Regions from separate parts of the Mus musculus genome. Here all the other regions are linked to region 2. The links are chromatin contacts, called in public HiChIP or PLAC-seq maps. All regions are on one chromosome and are shown on one strand. Each heading gives the region's core, a stretch centred on a gene start, on an enhancer-like site or on the middle of the called end of the contact. The rest is flanking DNA. Distances are from core to core; before and after follow the strand shown. Region 1 has its middle 12 kb from the start of Mir5114. Region 2 overlaps Dnmbp (dynamin binding protein). Region 3 holds the start of Got1 (glutamic-oxaloacetic transaminase 1, soluble).

Region 1 (3,481 bases), core at 452-2,951, 430 kb after region 2:
AGAAATAGCCATACTGTGTGTGTCTGGTAGCCTCCCTGCATGACATTCTGTGTGTCTCTTTGTAACAGGTCCCCCACCGCCCCCCCCCCCCAACCTGGTCCTTAGTTGGCTCCCAAATCTTAACACAACTAACATGGTGAAGTGATAGAAGTACTATTCAGGTCATGGAACCCAGCACATAGGCAGCACCACCCGCCAAAATGAAAACAAAGATCTAATTCATCAAAGGCCATAGCTCTGGGAAGTCTGTAAATGTACTAGCCTTGCTTTTTGGCTTCTGTAGTTCCCCTTCTGGCTAACTGTTCTTGCTAAATGTGTCAAACAAAGACATGTTTTGTATTGTGTGTGTGTGTGTGTGTGTGTGTGTGTGTGTGTGTGCTTAAAAGCTTGCCCTGAGAGAGCTGAAGAGATGGAACAGCAGTTCAGAGCATTGACCGCTTTGCCCAAGGTTCTAAGTTCAATTCCCAGCAACCACATGGTGGCTCACAGTCATCTGTAATGGGATCCGATGCCCTCTTCTGGTGTGTCTGAAGACAGCTACAGTGTACTCATATTAAAAAAAAAAAATACAAAAAAAATGCCATAAGCCGGGCGTAGTGGCGCACGCCTTTAATCCCAGCACTTGGGAGGCAGAGGCAGGCAGATTTCTGAGTTCGAGGCCAGCCTGGTCTACAGAGTGAGTTCCAGGACAGCCAGGGCTACACAGAGAAACCCTGTCTCGAAAAACCAAAAAAATAAATAAATAAATAAATAAAATAATAATAATAATAATAATAATTAAAAACAAACATCTCACCCCGAGAAAGGCTCAAGTCTGTAAGTACCAGCCAGCTAATAGACTTTCTACTGGCTTAAATCTGTGTCTAAGTCATTTCTTTGATTTATCTTCTTTGATCGATTCCTAACATTTTCACACTGGCACAAATCAGTTTTTAACTCCTCATTATGATTAACAGTCCATTGTATTTATGGGGAGCAGTTGAGTTGTCCCCCCCTTTCGGCTTCTATGAATAGTATGCTCTGCACATTTGTGTGTGTATATTCTAGCATTTGCTCTCTGTCGATTTGTGTACACAGGAATGGGATTTCTTCTGTAATAATTCTGTTTAACTTTTTTTTTTTTTGAGTAAACAGTTTTCAACAGCAGTAATGGACAGTGTCACCCACCCTTCACCATAACATTTCTCCTTTTTTTTTTCTTTTTTCTTTCTGCTTTCGGGGAAGGCCAGACCCCATGGAGTAAAGTAGAAGCTCTGCTTCCAGTAGCAAGATTGCTTTAGCCAAAGCCTCAAACCGTGCCTCCAACCTCGCCATTTCCAGGAGCAGGCAGTGTGGCTACCTCCCTGGATCACTAACGCACCTCCCACCCCACTGCGGCCAAACACACATACACAGCCCTGTGACATCATAAATTACTGTCCTGGTGACCGTACATGGAGCCCTACCAAACTCCAACTCAGGTTAAGCTGAGTGCCTGAAATAGAAGCAACATGCAACGCTCTTCCTCCAGTCCTGGCCCTCTGCCAGTGCCTGCCCGGGAGAGGTCCAGCTAGGGTGAGGAAAAGCAAGGGTCAGGCGTGCGGGCCCCTCCCGGGGTTACTCTGGGTTAGCATTGGCCCCAGATTCACTCGCGTTCACCAGGCCCAAAGCGCCTGACCCCTCGCAGCCAATCAGCGGCCTCACCGGGCTCTGCACGCATCGCTCCAATCAGGATGCGCTGCTCCTGAAGCTAGCCGGTGTACCTTGCAGTCACAGATGGAGGCTAGCCCAGTCCCTGACCTCACAACCCCCCCCCCCCCCCCCGCCTCCGCTCCCCGGACCTTGAATGTGGGCTCTGGTCGCCAGCTTTCGCCAAGGAAGGGGGTGGGGGTGTGTGCTGGCAAAGCAGCGCACGTTTTTTTTTGTTTTTTTGTTTTGTTTTTTTCCATCTACGTAGTGCAAACGCTTATGGAGGAGGAGGCAGAGCTAGGACTTAGCAAAACAGACCTCAGATTGGGTCATGGTGTAGAGGAGAGCACTCCGAAAAGCACAGCATTAATGTGATCAGGAACTTTCCAGGCTGATGTCAGCAGGCATGAAGGGGCGTGGAGTGGGCAGTGGGAGGAGAAAATGCAGGGGAGGCGGTGAGAGTCTGGAAATCTCGATATTTAAGAAACTTACTGTGATAGCAGAGGGGACCACAGGGGCTGGAAGCCTTATTCCAGGCTTTGAAAAGACTCCGATGGGGGCATGGGGAAGGAAAAGGAAGGACACATCTGAAAAGTATTTTTGGAGCAGAGTAGACATTCAGATGCTGGAATGGTGAAGTGGATGCAGGGTGGGAGGGGCACCCATGACAGGCTTTTAGCTCGAGTCGCTCTGCAGGGGCAGCCTCTGCACCAACTTAAAATAAGAAGCTTGAAACAAAGCAGGCTTGGACTGGGAGCGGGAAGTTAGTATTTAACACGGGAGTGGGAGTTGTACAAAGTTTGCTGGGATTAAAGGCAGTAATCACCACACATAATCTTAACGTGCCCTTAAATGTGGCTTGCAAGAATTGCATTGAGAATTTTTTTTTTCTGTCTCCATGTTCATCAGGGGAAAAAACGGCTGACAATTTTCTTTTTTAAAAATGTGTGTGCTCTGAACCAGTTTTTATATCAAGGTAATGCAGACTTGGCAGGGTGAACTTGGTAGTGTTCTGTATACCATATGAAACAGTTTAAGGAGCTTGGTTATTACCTCTTCCTTAAAGATTTGATAAAACTCGGCAACGAGTCAGTCTGGTGCTACATTTTGACTTTTGGGGAAACTTTTGGTTACTGTCTCAGTCTTGTTGACTTTTTAAAAAAATGATTTTAGAGCTTTATTATAGAAAGACAGGGGGAAAGAGAGAAGGTAGAAAAGAGAGAGAAGAAAGGCTAGAGAATAAAGAGGGAGAGAGAGGAGAGGAGAAGACAAAAAGAGAGAGGAGTGAGGAGTAAGAGCCGTCTTGTTGATTGTTATGAATCCATTTTAATCGTTTATGTCCTTTTGGCTTGATTTTGTGAGTCCTCTATGACTAGGAGTTTATTTATTTCTTCAATGCCTGCTAATGTATTGCCAATGATCATGGAACTGAAGATGGTTAAAAACTACTTTAGAATGTTAGGAAGTGAAGCTAGTGCACACCTTTCATTCCAGCACTCGGGAGGCTGAGCAAGGTGGAGTTCTGAGTTCGAGGCCAGCCTGGTCTACAGAGCGAGTAAAATAAATAAAAAAGACTGTTAGGAAGTTAAAAGCTATTTAAGGAGCACGTGGGAAGAATGAGTGAATGGGATGAAGACAGTGGGTAGAGAAAGGGAAAGACTAGAGAGACAATGGATGAAAGAAGGAGAAAGAAGAGGAGGGAGAGGCTGTTGAGGGAAAAGAGCAGGAGACTGGGGAAAAAATAAAGAGAAAGAACAAACACAAAGACGACCCAACAGTATAAAAAGGTGTTGCCCTTTAAAGATTTAATTCA
Region 2 (3,507 bases), core at 101-2,600:
ACCCACACACATATGCATATGGCTTAAAAAAAATACAAATAAAATCTTTTTTAAAATTCTAATAGAATTTTTGTATCAGGCAATAAAACTGTTTTTCTTCCTTTTTATTATTTTGGTTTTTGTTTGTTTGTTTGCTTGTTTGCTTGTGTAGCCTAGGCTGGCCGTGAACTTACTAGGTTGCTAAGACTGGCTTTTAACTCCTGATCCTTTGGCCTTTACCTTCCAAGTGCAGGGATTACAGACATGTAGCACTGTGCACAGCGAAAGAAAACCTTAGGGGGAGATTGCACTGGCCTGGAACTCAGCATTCTTCCTGCTTTTGTCTAAGTACTGACATTACAGGCACGTGCCAGTGTTAATCGATCTTTTTTTCTGGGGGTCACACCTGGCTTCTTCTGTCCCACTTGGTGAACCCACACTTTGGTTTATATTTGGTGACTTGCTTTCTGATCTTATAGCAGGATGTGTCACTTTTAACAGTCTACCCCGTGGTGGGGCTATCCAGGTAGTGTGAGCTTAGAGCGGCTAGTCACATCACACCCACCATCAGGAAACTGGAGAGATGAGATGAATACCGCTTACATTGTAACATGGTCTTGAGCCCATGGGAGCGAGGGGTGGAAAGTTATGGCTGAGAAGGGATGTGCATAGGCTAGAAATGTCCCCGTGAGTAAAAGCATCTAACTTACAAGCCAGAATCCTCACTTTGATCCCTTGCCTCTGCAAAGAGGTGGCGGGCATGAGCCAACCCCACAAAGTTGTTCTCTGACCTCCACATGCCACCCTAATAATAAATTTAAGAATTATATAGACTATTAACCTTTAAAAGGGAGTGGTGTGTGTAGGTGTTGAATTGGCAAGGGGTGGGGCTGTGGCCGTTAGTGTTAATCATCAGCTCGACAGAGTATACTGTCTTTGGGACAACAGGACTCTGGCATCTTAATCTTATTGATTGGTGTAGGAGACCCATCTTCACTGAGGGTAGGACCATTCCCTGGGCTGGGAACTCAGCACTGTATAACACTGAGAAGATCTGATAATCACTAAGGCACGTGCTGCACTGTTCCCCTTCTGACCGTGGACACAATGTGACCATTTCCTGGGGGAGGGGCGCAACTGTGGATACAATTCAACCACACACTTCAAGCTCCTGCTGCCTCGGTTTCCCTATGTTGACAGTCCAGTACCTTGAACTGTCAGCTAGAATAACCCTTTCCTTTTTAAAGTTGCTTTTGTTAGAGTATTTTATCCCCGTAACAGGAAAAGAAGCGCACACTCCCTGTAACAAGCCCCATGCCTCTGCTGTCCTGTGCCCCACCCGCAACCAAACTGAATCTCTGCTCAGCGCACGCCCTTCCTGCAGGTTGTGTGCTCTGCATGTGTGCTCTACCCCCTGTCTCTAGGACTTCCCTCTCTTCTAAGTTTGTTTAAGCAGAATGAATCCAGTCTTCTGGCTTCAGCCCTGGTAATGAAGCAGAAGTGCTGGCCTGAGCGATTGCAAGTGCCTTCTGATCGAGGCTGTCTGAGCTGCCTTGCTGTGTGTGCTTCCTCCTTTCACATTAGTTAGGTAGTTTGGATTTGAGTACACACACACACACACACACACACACACACACACACATACATACATAAAACATGCTTTTTGACAATCCTAGATGTATTTTTAAATTTTACCATTAACTCTTATTTTAGTTAGATGTAGTGGATCACCCCTGTAGCCCCAGCACTCGGGGGCTAGAGGGAGGCTGAGGCAGAAAGATTGCTGTGAGTTTAATGTGAGTCTAGACTATATAATAAGTTCTAGGGCCAACCTGGCTTGAGAGAGACCAACTCAATACAACAGTAAAGAAGCGACAACAAAAGCCAGGCATAGTGGCATGGACTTAATCCTAGTACTCGGAAGGCAGAGGCAGGAAGAGGAGGAGCCAGCCTGGGCTACATGCTAAGTTCCAAGCCAGCCAGGGCTACATAGACCCTGTCTCAAAACAAGCAAATAAACAGAAAGCAACAAACAAAAAGGGGGGGGGGAGCGCGCTGCTTTTATTTTTCAGAAGTGCTGGCTGCAGCTCACTAAATACACTCAATACACTTTAAGACCCAATCACAAGTGCTGGAGAGCGGCTCAGCAGTTAAGACAACTCGTTGCTCTTGCAGAGGACCTGGGTTTGATTCTTAACGCCCACATGGTGGCTCCCAGCCACCTGTGATCTCCCAGTCCAGGAGATCTGACATCTTCTGACATTGGTCACAGACATACATGCAGGCAAAACACTCATACATATAAAGAAATAAGATAACCCAATTGTGAGAGTTACCCATTACTTATTAGAAACATTAGATCTGTTGGCATGAAGGGTCCTTCTAGAATTAATATAAAAAGTCCCAGTCATGGCTCTCTCTCAACCTGGAGCCTTAGCCTCGGCCCCCACACAGTCCTGCTTTCAGATTCGTCTCTGTAAGAAACGCTTCCTCTCCGGACCCTCAGGTCACTTACATCAACACAGGTAACGTGGAATTTGAGACCCAGGATTTGACACACCAGGCCCTTTTCTGTCATAGCCAATTACGTTCTTAGCCAGCATAAAACCTTAAAGATAACCAACCGGGGACCTTCCTAATTAACAGCTGATAACTAACTAACAGCTCCAGACATGGCATTAAAACCATAATTATATGTAGGCATTACGAAACAATCAAAAGCAGCAGAAACTGAAGAGGACGTGACTCAAAACAAGAAAATGCAACTCGGCCACATTTGTATTTACACATTTGCTTCCTGAGACAGTTGCCAGCCTTTGACAAGTAAGGGAATAAATTAACAGAAGACAGCCAACAAGTAGCCTGGACCAGAAGCCAAAGTTCCAGTTGTAAGCCAGAAAAGGGCTAGGTATAAGGGAGGACTCGCCACTGAGGGGAAGACCCCAACACCTATGGAGAAATCCCCTCAAATCCTACGCACGCCAGTGAAGACAGCCTGCCTCCCTGTGAGGAGCTTCACCCTCCTCCGTTTTCATAGAAACCTAACACTTCAAGAGAGAAGGCCTCCTAAATTCAGGGACCACACCTTAGGGCCAAGGTCCAAAACTAAAACAGACTGGACCCAACCGCCCCAAGACAGAGGTGCACAGAGAAGGAACCCGCCAGGCCTCCGGTGAGAGGAGGGGAGAGAGAGAGCAGGGGAAAGGCCTGGCCTCTGGCTTGCAAGGGGCTGGGTACAGCTACAAAGTAACTACTTCTCTGCTGGATGGATGGGAGGGATGGGACCTGGAAGGGAGAAACTGATGGAATGTTTCACCCTTAAAGCTGAAGTGTTTGTAAATATCCATCCAACAGGAGCAGTGTCTATAAATCTGTGGCTTGGTGACCATCGCGTGACAGTCTAGTGGGGCGCTCTGTAAGGGGAAGGGGAGTCAGTGGATCACACACATACACACACACACACACACACACATACACGTGTATAAACACTGACTATATGTATTCCAGACATGTGAGCAATATCTTTTA
Region 3 (3,367 bases), core at 381-2,880, 360 kb before region 2:
GAGAGAGAGAGACAGAGACAGAGAGACAGAGACACTAGGGCTATATTTGCACATCCTCTCTAAGAACCTAGATGAAAGAGAGCGAGCGAGCGAGCGAGCGAGAGAGAGAGAGACAGAGACAGAGAGACAGAGAGACAGAGACACTAGGGCTATATTTGCACATCCTCTCTAAGAACCTAGATGAAAGAGAGCGAGCGAGCGAGAGAGAGAGAGAGAGAGAGACAGAGAGACAGAGAGACAGAGACACTAGGGCTATATTTGCACATCCTCTCTAAGAACCTAGATGAAAGAGAGCGAGAGAGAGAGAGAGAGACAGAGACAGAGAGACAGAGACACTAGGGCTATATTTGCACATCCTCTCTAAGAACCTAGATGAAAGAGAGCGAGCGAGCGAGCGAGCGAGAGAGAGAGAGACAGAGACAGAGAGACAGAGACACTAGGGCTATATTTGCACATCCTCTCTAAGAACCTAGATGAAAGAGAGCCAGCGAGCGAGAGAGAGACAGAGACAGAGAGACAGAGACACTAGGGCTATATTTGCACATCCTCTCTAAGAACCTAGATTCTGAATCCCCTTAACGTCACCCTCTGCTTCAAAACAACTCCATTTCTTCTTTCTAACCTTCTAGCGCTTTCAGTTCCGGTTGGTTCCCTGCTGAGAGCATCAGTCTGCTCACTCTTCTCTCCTCGGCTGGCCTCTGCACGTGGCCAAATGCACACCAAGCTCTGTAGAGCTTCAAACATCCAAACAGTGATGACGAAGTCGCCGGAGGCTCGAGTTAAAGGGCTTTAGAAACTACAACACAAACGACCTTGGCAGAAGGCTAACTTGGTTCAAGGCAAATGATCAAGAAATGAAGACCCAGATGTGTGTGGCCTGAGATGCATGGGCTTCGCCTCATCTGCTCCACTCTGAGAATAAACCAAACCTACATCTTCCCCATGTGGGTTAACAGGCTTCCTAAGTGGCGTCTGCTACTCGCTCAACCCGGACTACAGCTCCATTAGGCTAACAGCTCTTTCATTCCCAGTTCCAGTTGACCACGAGACGCTAAAGCTACCATACTTCTCTCTCCTTACCATCCCCATCGTTGCTTTAGAACAAGTACTATAAAGAACACTGGGTGGAGAAACAAAAACAACATTTGTGTCCCAGATGTTACACCTGTTCTGCGTGACCTTGAACACCCCCTCTTTCCAAGGACTCTGTATCGCCATCTGCAAAATGGGTAGGTTGGTGATGTCCTCGTGGTCCCAACCTTCTCTCCTCGGGCTCCTCTCAGGGAGACACAAACTAAATCTCAGCTCCTCCTACGCCCACCTCCCCCCAGGCTGCTCGCATTCCAAGGCACTGCATCCTTACCTCCCACGCCGAGGTTAACCTTGCGGGGATCTGGATCATCCCGGAAGTCCGCAGTGAGCTTAAAGACCAGAACCGGAGGAGCTTGCGGAACCTGGGCAAAGACTGATGGAGGCGCCATCGCGACAGAATGTGCCGAGACCTCGAGAACGAGCCGGGAGCAGCTCTGTGCGGTGCGGGGTCCGGTGACTGGAGGAGACTCTCACCTTCGCCGGCGGGCGGGGCAGCCCGCGGCTTCCAATGGTCGAGCCGCGTCCGGAGCTTGGCAACGCGCTTAACCAATCACAACCTTCCGACTAAGAAGGGTTAGGCGGGGCAAGCCTCTACTAGCCAATTCGAGAAGAGGATCTTATCGGAGGCTTGTATGATGCAACCAATGCAATGTACACCGGAGGAGGTGTGGGCAGAGGCTAGGATGATTGGCGTAGCGTGTTCCAATCGCTGAGGCTTTTATTCCTTGGGGTGATGAGGATGGTGCGGGTGGCGGGAGTCCCCAGAGGACAACCTCCTGACCTTCTGGGGCCTGGAGACCTGGGGCGGTGGCCCGCCCGTGGGGAAAGCAGAGAACAGGTCTTTCTGTACCCGCTGAGCAGGTGACTGTCGCCGCCAGGCTCCGGCGGTGCGCACGTTCCTGCGTTGGCCAGGCCCGGCTGACAGCCAAGTGTCTGGCACAGGACTCTAGTGGTCCGCTTGGACACACTGTACCCAATCGTGGGTGACCTTGACTGTCTCCACTCAGTGCTTCCCCAGAAAGAAACCTGGATGTGTTGTCTTCCTTGATCGCTGGCAGGGGAGACCCTGCAGAAAGTAAGGGATGAGCACATACTAGCTTGAGAATTTTAACACCAACCCCCAGCCCCGGTAGATAACCGGGGCCGGGAAAGCCTAGCCCTAAAGGACCTTGAAGGATCTAGCGAAGCCTCTCTCTGCAGCATTCCTCCCACGCGTGCTGTCATCATCGATTGGCACACACCCAAACTGCTGCTTCTTTCTGTCAGGTCAGGCTGCTCCTTCCCCTGAGAGTCTATTTCTGTCCAGATCCTTTCTCCACCTGTTGACCTTGAAGATTTCACATCTGTCAGCCATCCATAAAACCTCTTAACACGCTGTTTGGTTAGACATCTCTCTTTCCTGTACTTGGGCGTTTTGTTGTCGACGTTACAAGTTTAGAAAGCCTCCTGATGAGTAGGAACCTAACTCTGGAGCCAGGCAAGTTAGGTTTAGATGCCGGCTGACTCTGACCTACTTGGGCAGGCCTGTTCCTGCTCTGTAAGATGGAGATAATAGTGTTTTCCTCCAGGTTGTTGTGGGGATTAGGTGAGTTAAGACACATAAAGTGTTTAGTTGCATACAGTAAGTGCTCTCTAAATACTAGCTTTGTTATGGCGCAGGGTCCACACCCCCTCCTAGATGGCATGATGCTTTGCCTGGGATCTGGCAAACCTCCCTCCGTTTCTTCCACTACATATTCACCCAATGCTGGAAGGCGCCAATTCCTTGGTATTTTGCGAGAAAACAGCATCATGGCTTCCTTTGGGTAACATGATAAATCTTCACGAGTTTTCGGTTCAGAGGATAAACAAAAGCCATCGAACTTTGAGCACTACTTGCTAAGCTTTTCTGTCTTTTTCTTTCCAGAAACATCGCCTTGTTTTTGTTTTGTTTTGTTTTTTTAAGGAAACTGCCCAAAGCATTTCATTAATGTTTTCCCCTAAGAGTCACAAGCTAATACGGAAGGTCCATCGGCTGTGCACTTTGAGTACGTCCAAAAATCACAGCCGAAGGGCAACTGGGGAGGGGTGTTCTGCAACCTAGCCTTCCTAGAATTTAATTTAGAAGTGTCGTCTTCACAACGTTAGGCAACAATGTCATGGTCACTCCCTGCGTCATTCCCAGGGAGAAAAGCAACCCTAGGTTACCTAAACACTGTTGGTTTGGCTAAGAACAAATAAATATTTCTCTGTGTGTGTGTGCATGTGCTCGCCTGTGTTCCTGTTCAGTTAGAGT

Evidence for each region. HiChIP or PLAC-seq counts read pairs in DNA pulled down with a chosen protein or histone mark.
Region 1: a contact with region 2 is called in an HNF4G HiChIP or PLAC-seq map of pancreatic cancer cells. The contact joins two enhancer-like sites. A contact is called at or near these places in 2 of 39 promoter capture datasets (cranial neural crest and hippocampal neurons), 2 of 115 datasets of contacts at active chromatin or transcription factors (embryonic stem cells and pancreatic cancer cells) and 1 of 9 other capture datasets (liver).
Region 3: a FOXA1 HiChIP or PLAC-seq map of pancreatic cancer cells shows a contact between it and region 2. The contact joins the promoter of Got1 here to the enhancer-like site in region 2. A contact is called at or near these places in 1 of 39 promoter capture datasets (liver), 3 of 484 Hi-C or Micro-C datasets (embryonic stem cells and liver) and 5 of 115 datasets of contacts at active chromatin or transcription factors (embryonic stem cells, extraembryonic endoderm stem cells and pancreatic cancer cells).

What each region holds. Positions count from the first base shown.
Region 1 is chr19:44,312,995-44,316,475 of GRCm38.p6, forward strand. No RefSeq gene overlaps it. Among named protein-coding and RNA genes, the nearest start is that of Mir5114, 12 kb to the left of the region's middle. Within about 2 kb of position 1,702, at least 328 of the 459 cell types and tissues checked have an H3K27ac peak or open chromatin away from gene starts, as enhancers often do. A contact at or near this core is called in embryonic stem cells, liver and pancreatic cancer cells, where this site is marked.
Region 2 is chr19:43,883,816-43,887,322 of GRCm38.p6, forward strand. All of the region lies in intron 4 of Dnmbp (dynamin binding protein), which reads right to left. Among named protein-coding and RNA genes, the nearest start is that of Gm24400, 28 kb to the left of the region's middle. Within about 2 kb of position 1,351, at least 86 of the 459 cell types and tissues checked have an H3K27ac peak or open chromatin away from gene starts, as enhancers often do. A contact at or near this core is called in embryonic stem cells, extraembryonic endoderm stem cells, liver and 1 more, where this site is marked.
Region 3 is chr19:43,522,975-43,526,341 of GRCm38.p6, forward strand. Got1 (glutamic-oxaloacetic transaminase 1, soluble) reads right to left here and starts at 1,631. Exons shown (of 9, transcript NM_010324.2): 1 at 1,364-1,631. The coding sequence starts at 1,481.